Regions from separate parts of the Mus musculus genome. Here all the other regions are linked to region 1. A link is a contact called in public HiCAR-type, HiChIP or PLAC-seq and promoter capture Hi-C data. All regions are on one chromosome and are shown on one strand. Each heading gives the region's core, a stretch centred on a gene start, on an enhancer-like site or on the middle of the called end of the contact. The rest is flanking DNA. Distances are from core to core; before and after follow the strand shown. Region 1 holds the start of Uggt1 (UDP-glucose glycoprotein glucosyltransferase 1). Region 2 holds the start of Arhgef4 (Rho guanine nucleotide exchange factor (GEF) 4). Region 3 holds the start of Amer3 (APC membrane recruitment 3). Region 4 holds the start of Ptpn18 (protein tyrosine phosphatase, non-receptor type 18).

Region 1 (2,700 bases), core at 83-2,582:
GACAAACAGTCAGACAGAGAGACAGACATTTAATTTGTGTCTCTATATCTAGATCCTCTCTCCCTTTCTCTTCCTCCCTCAAGAAAGCAAAAAAGAAAGTTTTAGCAAGATGGCTCTGTGGGTAAAGGCTCTTGCCATGCAAGCCTGGTGACCTGAGATTGAGCCCTAAAAAGAAAGCCACACAGAGGTGGATGGAGAAAGCTAACTCCACTAAGTTGTCCTGTATACACACAACAAAATCTAAGTAAACAAAATAAAATTTTTTATTTAAGAAAGAAAAGTTTCAGCTAAGTTTACCAAAAACAAGTCAAGTGGAAAGGCTACAATCTGCTCCAGTTTTGTAGTGTTAACTAGCTTTGTAAAATGTCTCCAAGCAGATCTGGTGGTGGCCGGGATTCCAAGGGTAGCCTATGATCCTGAGACCCTACCTCCAAAGGGGTAGGACAAGCAAACAGACATGACTATGTCTTCATGCGTTTGGCAGTGTACAAGGTATTACTAGGAAATAAAGAACTTTATACTACAATAAGCTTGCACGGGCACAGATGTTTCCAAGGCACTGCAAGGGCAAGATCATAGGTCTCAGAACAAACAAAACACTCTCTCCATTTCAAACCTGGCAACAAATGCAGAACAAGAGAGCTTTCAGCCCAGCAGCAAGAAGAGCTCACGATCACAATGTTTTGGAGATGCACAGATCACAAGCTAAAAGTGAAGTGAACCGTCCAATTTCACGCCAAGAGATCTTATCACCCACAGATGCATCACCTGAACTCAGAAACCTATAAAAACGCCAACTCGTTTCTCCAGAATCATGCAAAATGCTGATTCTCAACCTACTTAGGGTCAGACTTGGTCTAAAGTCCTGGGGGCGCTTCCTCCTCCTACACTTCAAACAGGGTCAGGACTGCTGGAGTGAGCCCGCCGCCACTCTGTCCCCAGAAGACCGCTGGGGACGACTTGAGGCGCTCGTGGAGAGAACACTGGAGGGAAAACCGAGTCAGAGTACAAGAGGAAGCCCAAGGTGACTCGGACTCACGGTCGCCTCCCGCGCTGGCCCCTCTCCTGTTCCCGAGGCCTCCCCACGCCACCCAAGGTACCTGTCACCCGCCGCGCAGCCGCGGCATCCGCAGTGTTCGCATCCCCCCGGCTGCACATGCCCGGGCCGCGCTTCGTCCACTCCGGTGTCTGCAACGACGCCTGGGCAGGGCGGAGCAGCGGCGATCGCCGGGGAGGCTGCGCCAGTGAGAAGCCGACACGCGCCTTTCCCGCCGCTCCTCACAAGCCGGTTTCTCAAAGCAATAACCCAGTTGCCAGCTGCCCCTGCACTTCCGCTTCCTAGAGGCGAAGGCAGGACGACTTCCGGCTATCGAGTGCGGCGGGGGTTTGCCAGAGAGTCCCGCAGCGGCCATGAAACCGGCATAAGACCCGCCCCTTCTCTCGGCCCCTCCCCTCTCCTGGTTGAGCCAGCTCGCCTCCTGAATTTAAGATCCTAGAAGACCCAGTTCAAGCAGGTGAGCTTCAAGGCGCAGTCCAACCGCCCCGGCAGATAGTTATTTCAACCTTTTTCTCCCTATTTTTATTATTTATTCCTCTCAAGTTAAATAAACGTACACAAACTCAAGACACAAAAAGCAGAAGAAGCTCATGCTGGGCGTGGTGGCACACACCTTTAATCCCAGCACTCGGGAGGCAGAGGCAAACGGATTTGTGAGTTCGAGGGCAGCCAGGGCTATACAGAGAAACCCTGTCTCGAGAAAAAAAAAAAAAAAAAAAAAGGCAGAAGAATCTCTGTGAGTTCAAGGCCCTATCTCAAAAGGAAGAAAAAGTTATAAATTTGTTTTAGAGTATGTGATGTTGGTTAATGCAGAGATCCATAACTAGTCAAACTGACTGAGACTAAATGATCTCAGCTCTGACTGAAACACCTATATCACCACCTCCAAGACCCAAGCAGCATCAGGGGAAAAGAAAGCAAAAAAGACAAAGGTTCTTGCTGCTAAGCTGGAAACCTAAGCTCAATTCCCAGAATACACCGCAAACGCCAGGCACGGGCTGCGGAGATGACTCAGTAGACAAAGTATTTGCTGCCCAGATGTGAAGACTACAGTTCAGATCTCCAGGACCCCTGTAGAAATTGTAGTAATAGCTACCTGTAATCCCAGTTCTCAGGAGGCAGAGACAATTCCTCTGGCAAAGTGGCTAGCCACACTAGCCAGAATTCTTGAGCTCAAGAATTCTACCTCAATAAATACCGAGTGACTGGGGAAAATACGAAGTGTCAATTGAGCTTGTGTGCAGGCACACACATATATTCATACATACACACACACACAGGCATACATACGTGCATGCACACACACACATACACACACACACACATAACATACTAGCCAAGTAAACACTGGAGGTAGAGACAGGCAGAACTTTGGGTCTTACTGGCCAGCAAGCTACCAGCCAAATGGGTGTGGTTCAGACTAGTGAGAGACACTCTCAGAAAACCAAACTGGACATTGTCCTGAGAAATGACAGCTGAGACTAATCTTTAGCTTGCACACCCATGCACACACATGTGTACCAAATTGGAGACACTGACTTGCACACATGTGTGCCAACCTGGAGACACTCACACAGAGAAGAAAGAGAGAGAACGCAAGCACTGACCGTTACTCCAAATCTTCTCTCCGACTTTTGAAGTGG
Region 2 (2,861 bases), core at 98-2,597, 1.6 Mb before region 1:
TACTACACTCCAACTGTCACCTAGGTAATATGCTAATGATCACTGGGGTAGGACTTCAGTGAGGGATGCAGGCTTGGGCTGTGAGGGATGCAGTGAGGGATGCCCAGAGCCAGTGTGGACAGATGCTCAACCTTCATGGGATGCTTGATCCCATCAAATGCAGTACAATGCTCACAAACTCTTGCCTCTGTACTTCTGCAGAAATTTAGAATACTCTATTTCTGTTTTACAACTATTTTTTTAAAAAAAATGGTGTGTGTGTGTGTGTGTGTGTGTGTAGGTTTGAGTGTGTTAAAGCTGCGTTTATATAAAGATGACTATAACTCAGGTTGGCCTCACTGGAACTGTTATTAACATTTTCTTTTTGTGTTATGAAATTATAACTAGGGGCCAGGGAGATGGCTCGGTTGTTAAGAGAACTTGATGTACAAGTGAGAGGATTTGAGTTTGGATCCCAGCCCCCACATAAAAATCGGGGTGTGGCCACGCCTGCCCATAACTCCTTTCCTGAGTCAGAGGAACCTGGCAGAGATAGGATGGAGAGCTGGGCTTGACAGCCAGCCAGTCAGCCATTCCAGCAGAAAAACCAGCCCCATACGCAGTGAGAGATTGTCTCCAAGGGGAAAGTCGGGAAGCAAAAGCCAAGTCCCGGAACATCCTCCTGTGGTGTGCATATGCTTGTGCACAAACACACAAATGAACCTAAAAAACTGATGACTCGTCAAAAACGGGACTCTAGAGCCCCTGTGTCCTGGTCACCTGCTTCTGTCTCACCACGCTGCGCCAGCTTCCAGGACTCTCCTCACCTTTCCTCCAGTCACATCTATCAGAGAACAACTGGAAAGGCGGGGAAAGGGGAGCAAGAAGTGGGCTCTGGGTCAAGACTTAGTTAGGTACAGGGGTTTGAGTCCACAATTGCCCAGTTCTAGCTTTGTGAGTACAGACTGCGCGCAGCTTCTGTTTCCTCAACTACTAAAGTATTGCGTTAACGTCTTGAAGGTTCTCAACGCTTGACTAAGCTGTGAGGTGGAAAGGGAGGTGGCTGCTTCCAATAGGACCACGGTCAGGCACTAGTCATAGGACTGTGTGCCAGACAGACCTAGGGGATCAAAGGGTGGAGGTAAGCGTGCCAGTGAGCCGCAGATAGACCGCTGTGGATCCACTTGCCCTTTTCTTACTTAGACTACGCTCAGATTCCTAGTGGGCAGGCGGGACCAGTGTTTGGACAAGTCCCTGCGGACTCGCACGTGCCCGGCGTGGCCCGGTTGCGGAGGCGGGGCTCCTCGGCGGTCCAGGGCAGACCATGGGGCGGGGCGCGGGGTGGCGTCCGGAGCTCGGCTCGCCAGCGCAGTCAGGAGCAGCGGGTGGCCGTAGTGCCCGGGCAGCACCATGCTCGGTGTGGTGCACTTCCTTCGCAGCTTCTTTAAGGTGAGAGACGTGGTCCCGGGGATTCAAAACCGGGTTTGCTTGCAGAGTTTTGCTGGGGTTGCTGAAGGGGCAGCCGCGCACGCCGCTGCGCCCTGGGCTGTTTGTGGGTGCCTAAGAGGTACCCAAGAACGATCCGCGCGGCAGTCGCAGCTTCTCGATGGATGTGCTGGATCTGGAGGTGGTGGCCTGCCCGAGTGTGGCCTTGGGGACTGCGGGGACGGGGGGAGAAAGAGGCGCACAGGGGATTATAGGCTCCGGGGAGGGGGAAAGTGGACTTGACCGAGGCTGGAGAGACTGGTGAGAGCCCGGGCACTCCTGGGTTTCTCCCAGTCTTGGCTGGGTAGCTGGGCAGCTGGAGCTACCCAGGAAGTGGTTGCTATTGTAGTTACCTGGATATATCAGAGGGAGAATCTCGGTTGGGGCACCTTCGTGAACAAGTGCCTAAGACTCCGTACCGGAATCGGAACTTAGTAGAAGAGCTGAGTCCTTGACTGGGGTCGGTCGATCGTGGAGACCCCACTATACTGGGATGCTACCACGTCTCTTAACCACACAGGGATCTTGGGGTGGGCAGCCGGCTGCAGGGTACTGGCAGAGGGGTAGCTGGTTGCAGGTTGCCAAGTCCCACCTCTCCAAGTGAGCAGTGTGGGAGGTGGGAATGTGACCTGACTTTAGGACCAAGGCTTCAAGAATCCGGAAGTGTCAGCTGGAGGCCAGCAGGAGGAAGCGCAGGGAAAGGCTGGCAGGTGATGGCTGCGGGTGAGGCAGAGTCTTCTGGTCCTGAGAGCTCTGAGCCGGGGGTGGGGGTGGGGTGGGGGTGGGGGTGAGCAGGTGACCCAGACCCATACGGGATAGAAGGAACTCTGCCTGACCTCAGCCTTTGCCTCTGCCATTTGGAAGGCCTGCCTACCTGTAACCACCTTAGTGGTTACAATACAACCATAGAGGAAGAGAATGAGGGATGGGGAGAGGGGACTTTCTGGGGCTCCGCATCGAGGTGGGGGAAGGGCGAGCATGCCTGGCTCGCTGTTTTGTGCTGTTCAGACTCTTGGAATGATGACCCTGCCACAGAATCCCAAGCTATACGGTGGATCTTGGAATAATCATTTAAGCACTTTGGGGTTTGTTTTCCTGTTTGGAAAAGTGTGGTTAATTCGTTTTGTTCCTTTCGGGTGAGGGTCTTAAGGCAACAGGTGGGTGGAGTTTTTGTGAGCTGGGGACCTTGGTTCTTCCTCAGTTATGACTGTAGGTAACAGTAAGCAACGGGTGACTTAGGTCACAAGTCAGCTAGACAGAATCTCCAGGTCTTGCTTGCCTTAGCTCAGGGGACGGACTGTGTAGCCTATGGGGAGGTGGCTAGCAATTCTGGGACAGCTTGCCTGTTTGCTAACCAGACCTGGGAACTGGGGACAGGATGTCCTCACATTTCCCTC
Region 3 (2,849 bases), core at 154-2,653, 1.7 Mb before region 1:
ACATAAAATCCAGGTACCACAGTGCAGGTCAGGAACCCCATGGTTCTGTGAGTGTGTGTGTGTGTGTGTGTGTGTGTGTGTGTGTGTGTGTGTTCGAGTGTGTGTTTGTGTGTGTGTGTGTGGTGGTGGGGAGTGTTGGGCAAAAAGAAGATCAGATGATCCTTGGTCAATTAGACCTACCAGACCTACTAAATGATGAGCTTCCCGTCCAGGGTTCAGCAAAAGACTCTCTCCAGAGACATTAACAAAGTAAAACCGTTGAGGCAGACACTCAACCTTTGGCCTCCACAGGCCTATGCCACGCATGCGCATGTGCACACATCCACACAGGGCACACACACACACACACCACACTTAGTGGGAGGTTTGTGTAGAAAGAAGATTCAACCGTGTAGCTCCCCTAGAAATGGGTCATCTCCCTGGCTGGCAGAGAGAAGTTTCAACTGGTTAAGGCTTGCCAAAGCACTGCAGATCAAAAGGTTGGAAAAACCTTGAGTGCGGGACTTTTTAGATGTAGGACAGAGAGGGAGCCTTCTGGCTCAAAGAAGTGCGTGGTCTTTGTCAGTCACCACCCCTCTTATTCCCTGGTTCTCAGCCTAATCCTAACTGGCTCCTTTGCAACTGCTCTTCAGCCTGCTCACACTTGTGACTAGCCCCTTGTTGAGATCAGCCTTTCCCAAACAGAAGCAGTTAGGCTTCCCATCCTTGGCTCCACCCCGGCAGGAGACAAGACCGCCTAAACGCTAGCGGAGTTTCTTTACCCTTTATCCCCACCTGCCAGCTCAGCCCTGGACACTGGACCAGCCTGGGGGGCCCTCGTCCTCAGTTCTGCGGGAGGGGTTCCCCAAATCGTTTCTGTTTGATCTTCAAGACTGCGGCAGGGGGATAGCATCAGCAGACCACACAGTAAGTGCGTGGAAAGGAAATGTCTCTTTTAATTTATGATTTTCTTCCTCCCCACATTGACTTGCTCATTCTTCCAAGCCTTAGAATCCTGAATCTTCAGTAAGACTGCTAGAGAGGCTGTGTGTGACATCGTCTTTTGGAAAGAGCTGGAGTCAGCGGGTCCTGGACCTGCGGGATTCAGGAGGGCGGGGGACCCACACCTGTAGTCTCCGGGTATACGGGGACCCCCGGACTGAGGACCAAAGGGGTTTAGGGATGCAAAACCCACAGCATTATGGGAGCAGCTAGGTGGGCAGAGGGAGAGAGCTAGAACAAAGCCAGCAATTCTGTGTGGCGGCGGCGCAGTGGCGGCTAAGTCTCCTCGCTCCTCCGCTACTCGCCAGCGTCCTCCGGTCACCGCCCTCCCAAGCGCGGCGGAGCCGAGGCTGGTGGTGCGCGCGGGTGCCCGGAGGCCCGCCCCCAACGGCGGCGCGGAACCTGGAGCTGGCCGTGGTGCTGACGCGAGGCTCGGGCGCGCACTCGTTCCTGGCTCGGGCACGGCCGCGCCCTGCGACACTCCCCAGCCCCGGCGGTAAGTGGCTGAGGCCCCGAGAGGCTGCGTTGGTCCCTGCCTCGCTGGTCCTCATCGGGAGCTAGGGGGGACCGGGAAATGTTTGAATGCATTCTCTGTGATGGGTGGGAGAGTGAAGGGGCCCTAGATGGGCACTGCCTCCACTCCGCGGCGCCCAGAGAGGATGCGCGGGGCCTGGAGCTGAGCTCAGTGACTGGGTTAGGTTTAGGTTAGGGAATGCGAAAAACCCTGTCACCGCGACGAGGGGTCTGGGGAAGAACAAGTAAGATTATAGTGGTCCATCTGTCCATTTGGCAGAGCTCTCTAGGAGGACGTGGGCCAGGACCCTCACCCATAGGGCCCATTGTCTCCCCAGTGTGGGAGTGGGTGGTTCTCGCTGCAGATTCTATTTCTGCTTTATTACCATCCCCACCCCCATCCCAGAACACGAGAGCTTTTCCATGTCACTTGGGCCTTCACCACACCAGCAACAAGGCACTCTGCCACAGAGACAAACTACTGCCCCCTAGCCTTTGCTACCTCCTCCCCAACACCAATGAAGTCGCTGGGCAAGGTACCTCATCTAGGGCTGCTCTTCTTTAAATATGACACCTCTTCATACTTAACAGCCCGCTGTGACCTGCTAGGGTTTGGGGGAGGGGAGGGGCGAGCATTTCAAATGCTAAAACTACAGGCCATGTGGTCACTTGTTTTTCTTCTTAATTTTGCTCTATAAGATTTTTTTCCATACTAAAAGAAAAGAAGGTACAGAATTACATTCGGGGGGGGGGAGGGGTTAGAAAATCCGAGATAACTGATCAAAAAATTGTCACTATATGGAAAAAATAGAGAGGTCGCTTCGTGAAGTGTTAATTTTGTAGTAAACTCCTGTCCTGGTGTGCTGAGAGTCAGAAGCAGACACGAACATCTCCATGATCGCCTTTCTGCTGATCTCTGATGTAGTTTCAGATTCACATTCCTTTCCCCCCATTCTCTCTTGTCCCAAGTTTCCACTTTCACCTGTAGCTCCTCACACTCCGTCCAGGGTCCTTGGGTCAGCTATGGCCTCCTGACTGATCTCCTGGCCTGTTCCCATTGCTCTTTCAGTCACCGCTGCATCCATGTTTATATGTCTCTTTTCCTTGGGGCCTTTTGCAGGGTGTGTCCACTGTCTAGAATGCACTTTCTGTGTCTCCTTGGTCTTCTGCTGTCTTTTAGGTTTTCACATCCTTGAAAGAGAATGGATTAAATAAGTGTCCTGCATGGGTTCTGAGCTCATGGAATGCAAAGGTTCATATTAGAGGTGAGAGGCTGCTTAGTGTAGTTGGGGGCCTGTCTTTGAAAATTATTAGCATAAATTGCGTTTGTAGAAGTAAAGTTTCCAGACCCAATA
Region 4 (2,769 bases), core at 232-2,731, 1.8 Mb before region 1:
GACAGAGATCTAGCGATAAAACCCAATAAAGTCTTGTCTGGCTTTTAAAGATGCTATCCATTCCTTCATTTAAACACTGTGATGACCAAGTTGACAGCCTTTTACCAATGATCCCACTCATCTTCCAGTGACTTAAAGCACTTCTTTTTTTGGTTTTTCGAGACAGGATTTCTCTGTATAGCCCTGGGTGTCCTGGAACTCACTCTGTGGACCAGGCTGCCCTCGAACTCAGAAATCCACCTGCTTCTGCCTCCCAAGTGCTGGGGTTAAAGGCGTGTGCCACCACCGCTCCGCTCAGCATGCTTAAAGCACTTTCAATTCGCCTTAGCCCTACTTTTGCACACGACCCCAAACGGATCTCCTCAGAGCCCTCCCTCAACAGAGAGTTGGCAATGCTTGAAATTCTTTGGTTCCCTTGCAGGTGGTGCTACTCCATCTGCTGAAGCCTGTTTTGGAAAGAACCCCCTTTTATTTTCTTTTGTGTGTAGGGAGATACACCCTCACTATAGAGCCTGTGTAGTTGTCCAAGGACAACACTCTGGAGTCGATTTTCTCCTTCCACCATGTGGGTCCTAGGTATCAAATCCAGGTTGTCATGTTTATTTAGTGGCAAGGCATTTACCTACTGAACCATTCCACCATCATTAAAACATTTTCCTTTCTCTCTCTCTCTCTCTCTCTCTCTCTCTCCCTTCCTTCCTTCCTTCCTTTCTTCCATTTTTTTTTTTAACTTTGAGACAGGATTTCATCACAAGCTAACTTTGAATTCACAATGTAAGCTAGGGTGACCTTGACTTTCTGATTTTCTTGCCTCCACCTTGTGAATGCTGGGACAGGCACTCTACCAATTCAGCTACAAACCTTAGCACGGCTCTTCTCCAGTCTTTAGTCTCCAGGACCCCAGGAGCTTCAGCATAAGATCTTCTTCAAACTCCTGAAGGGGGACGGAGTGAGTGTTGAGACCACTTTTCCTCCCAATGCCTCTCTAGTCTCTTCCTCCCTGAGGGGTATGGGTTAAGATCCACAAGTTAGGACTGAATCCTGGTGTCCCCGCTTTTCCAGCAGGTTCCAAAAGTGAAATCACACCCCCTACCCTCAGAAATAGGCCTTTTCCCAGAGCAAAGTGCAGGGAATATATTTATTCGAAGTCCCCGACCTCTCTCATATTCCGCTGTCGCACGACTGTGAACCTCAGCGCTCGCAGGACTCCGGAGCAACCTTGGGAACCCGGCCTGCGAGATTGAGAGCGCAGCCATCCCCCTGGAAAGGCCAATGGGACTGAGCGTTCCGTGCGGACTCCACCAGCTTCACGGCAGCCGAAGCACCCGAGGCGCCAGTGGGGAATTGCGGGACCCGCAGCTACTTGGACGGCCAGTTCGGCTGCGGTGGCAGCCAGCACCTATGGGCGGGACGAACGGAGTGAACTCCTAGTGCCATTGGCCGAGGAGCCTGCCAATTACCGGTCTTCATTGGCTGCTGGAATGGAGGCCCCACCTCGCAGTGGCTAAATTCTCGGAGTCGGATCACTCCTTGTGGGAGACCTCAGAGCGGGTCGCAGCATGAGTCGCCATACGGACTTGGTGAGGAGCTTCTTGGAGCAGCTGGAGGCCCGGGACTACCGGGAGGGGGCAATCCTCGCTCGTGAGTTCAGCGTGAGTGACACTCCAGCCATCAAGCTTCGCAGCCAGGCGCTCCCCACGGCTGTCCACCTGTGCAATATGAAAGCTCTGCCTTTTCCTCTCAGCTCCCGGGGCGTCTCCTCCCTCCTGCTCTCGGCTTTCCTCTTCCCGCACTTCTCTCACCCTGACTCTCCCAGCCTTCCGCACTTTGCCCACAGGTGCCCAGAGGGTGAAGACGGCTACTGTTTAGGAGGAGCCAGACACACTCAGGTGTCGGTGTCGAGCTCCCGGTGCAATCTTCTCCCTAGCGGGGCCGTGGCTTCCGCCGTGGAGGGAGGCAACACACCTGCGCTGGACTCGAGTCCCCAACCCGGGCCACTCCTGGGTCACCTTGTAATCCCAGGGAGGAAGTGGTTTGGGGCAGCAGAAAGAGGAACGAGGAAACTTGTAGCCTAGCCTAGGTTTCGCGTTACCAGTCTATCCTAGGGCTTTTCAGAACTGTGGCCCTGGGAGCTCTGACTTCATTTTCACCTGTTTTGAATTGTGAATGATAAAAGACAAGCCGGTTTGAAAATTAGGTGGTTTGGGTAGATGCACCTAGCACGCGTTGGGTATTCACTGGCTATATTAACTGTATGCACCTGCCTTTAACATGGTTTACAAAGGTTGTAAACGTTACCTCGGGCCAATCAAGCTTGTGAGAGCTACTGCCACTCAACAGCCATGGCACACAACATGTAATGACGTATTTTAAATAGAGTGACATGATCCAAATACGTAATACACTATCTCAAACTTAGAAATGTAAATGACAATGATATAAAAATAAGTGTGACATTAAATGATCACTTACAGCCTGGCATGGTGGCACATGCCTGTAATTCTAGCAGTTGGTAGCCTAAAACCGGGGGATAACCATGAGTTCAAGGCCAGCCTGAATTACATAATTTTGTGACCACTCTGGAATACTCTGGAGATTGTTTCAAAGAATGAAAAAGATAGTTTACACAGGCCAATATGTAAACCAGTAACAGTGAAACTCTGGTGGTGGTGCATGCCTTTAATCCTAGCACTTGGAGGCAGGGAAAGGAAGGTTACTGTAAGTCTGAGGTCAGTCTGGTCTACACAGTGAACTCCAGGACAGCCAGGG

Evidence for each region. Promoter capture Hi-C pulls out the DNA fragments that hold promoters and counts their contacts. HiCAR-type assays count read pairs that join an accessible place to other places. HiChIP or PLAC-seq counts read pairs in DNA pulled down with a chosen protein or histone mark.
Region 2: a contact with region 1 is called in a promoter capture Hi-C map of hippocampal neurons, with 4 times the contacts expected there. The contact joins the promoter of Arhgef4 here to the promoter of Uggt1 in region 1. A contact is called at or near these places in 3 of 39 promoter capture datasets (the 3T3-L1 cell line, cranial neural crest and hippocampal neurons) and 2 of 115 datasets of contacts at active chromatin or transcription factors (astrocytes and stem cell-derived neural progenitor cells).
Region 3: an H3K4me3 HiChIP or PLAC-seq map of embryonic forebrain shows a contact between it and region 1, with 5 times the contacts expected there. The contact joins the promoter of Amer3 here to the promoter of Uggt1 in region 1. A contact is called at or near these places in 2 of 39 promoter capture datasets (the 3T3-L1 cell line and hippocampal neurons) and 1 of 115 datasets of contacts at active chromatin or transcription factors (embryonic forebrain).
Region 4: a contact with region 1 is called in a HiCAR-type map of astrocytes, with 2.8 times the contacts expected there. The contact joins the promoter of Ptpn18 here to the promoter of Uggt1 in region 1. A contact is called at or near these places in 3 of 39 promoter capture datasets (embryonic stem cells, hippocampal neurons and pre-B cells), 2 of 115 datasets of contacts at active chromatin or transcription factors (astrocytes and neural tube) and 1 of 9 other capture datasets (embryonic stem cells).

What each region holds. Positions count from the first base shown.
Region 1 is chr1:36,242,970-36,245,669 of GRCm38.p6, forward strand. Uggt1 (UDP-glucose glycoprotein glucosyltransferase 1) reads right to left here and starts at 1,333. Exons shown (of 41, transcript NM_198899.2): 1 at 1,101-1,333. The coding sequence starts at 1,158. Gm39625 (a long non-coding RNA gene) reads left to right here and starts at 1,340. Exons shown (of 2, transcript XR_865343.3): 1 at 1,340-1,514.
Region 2 is chr1:34,676,835-34,679,695 of GRCm38.p6, forward strand. Arhgef4 (Rho guanine nucleotide exchange factor (GEF) 4) reads left to right here and starts at 1,348. Exons shown (of 14, transcript NM_001368773.1): 1 at 1,348-1,428. The coding sequence starts at 1,390.
Region 3 is chr1:34,578,290-34,581,138 of GRCm38.p6, forward strand. It overlaps Amer3 (APC membrane recruitment 3), which reads left to right and starts at 1,404. Exons shown (of 2, transcript NM_213727.2): 1 at 1,404-1,477.
Region 4 is chr1:34,458,265-34,461,033 of GRCm38.p6, forward strand. Ptpn18 (protein tyrosine phosphatase, non-receptor type 18) reads left to right here and starts at 1,482. Exons shown (of 15, transcript NM_011206.2): 1 at 1,482-1,652. The coding sequence starts at 1,560. It overlaps Gm32504 (a long non-coding RNA gene), which reads right to left. Exons shown (of 4, transcript XR_373299.3): 1 at 1,495-2,769; 2 at 1,157-1,399; 3 at 1-1,000.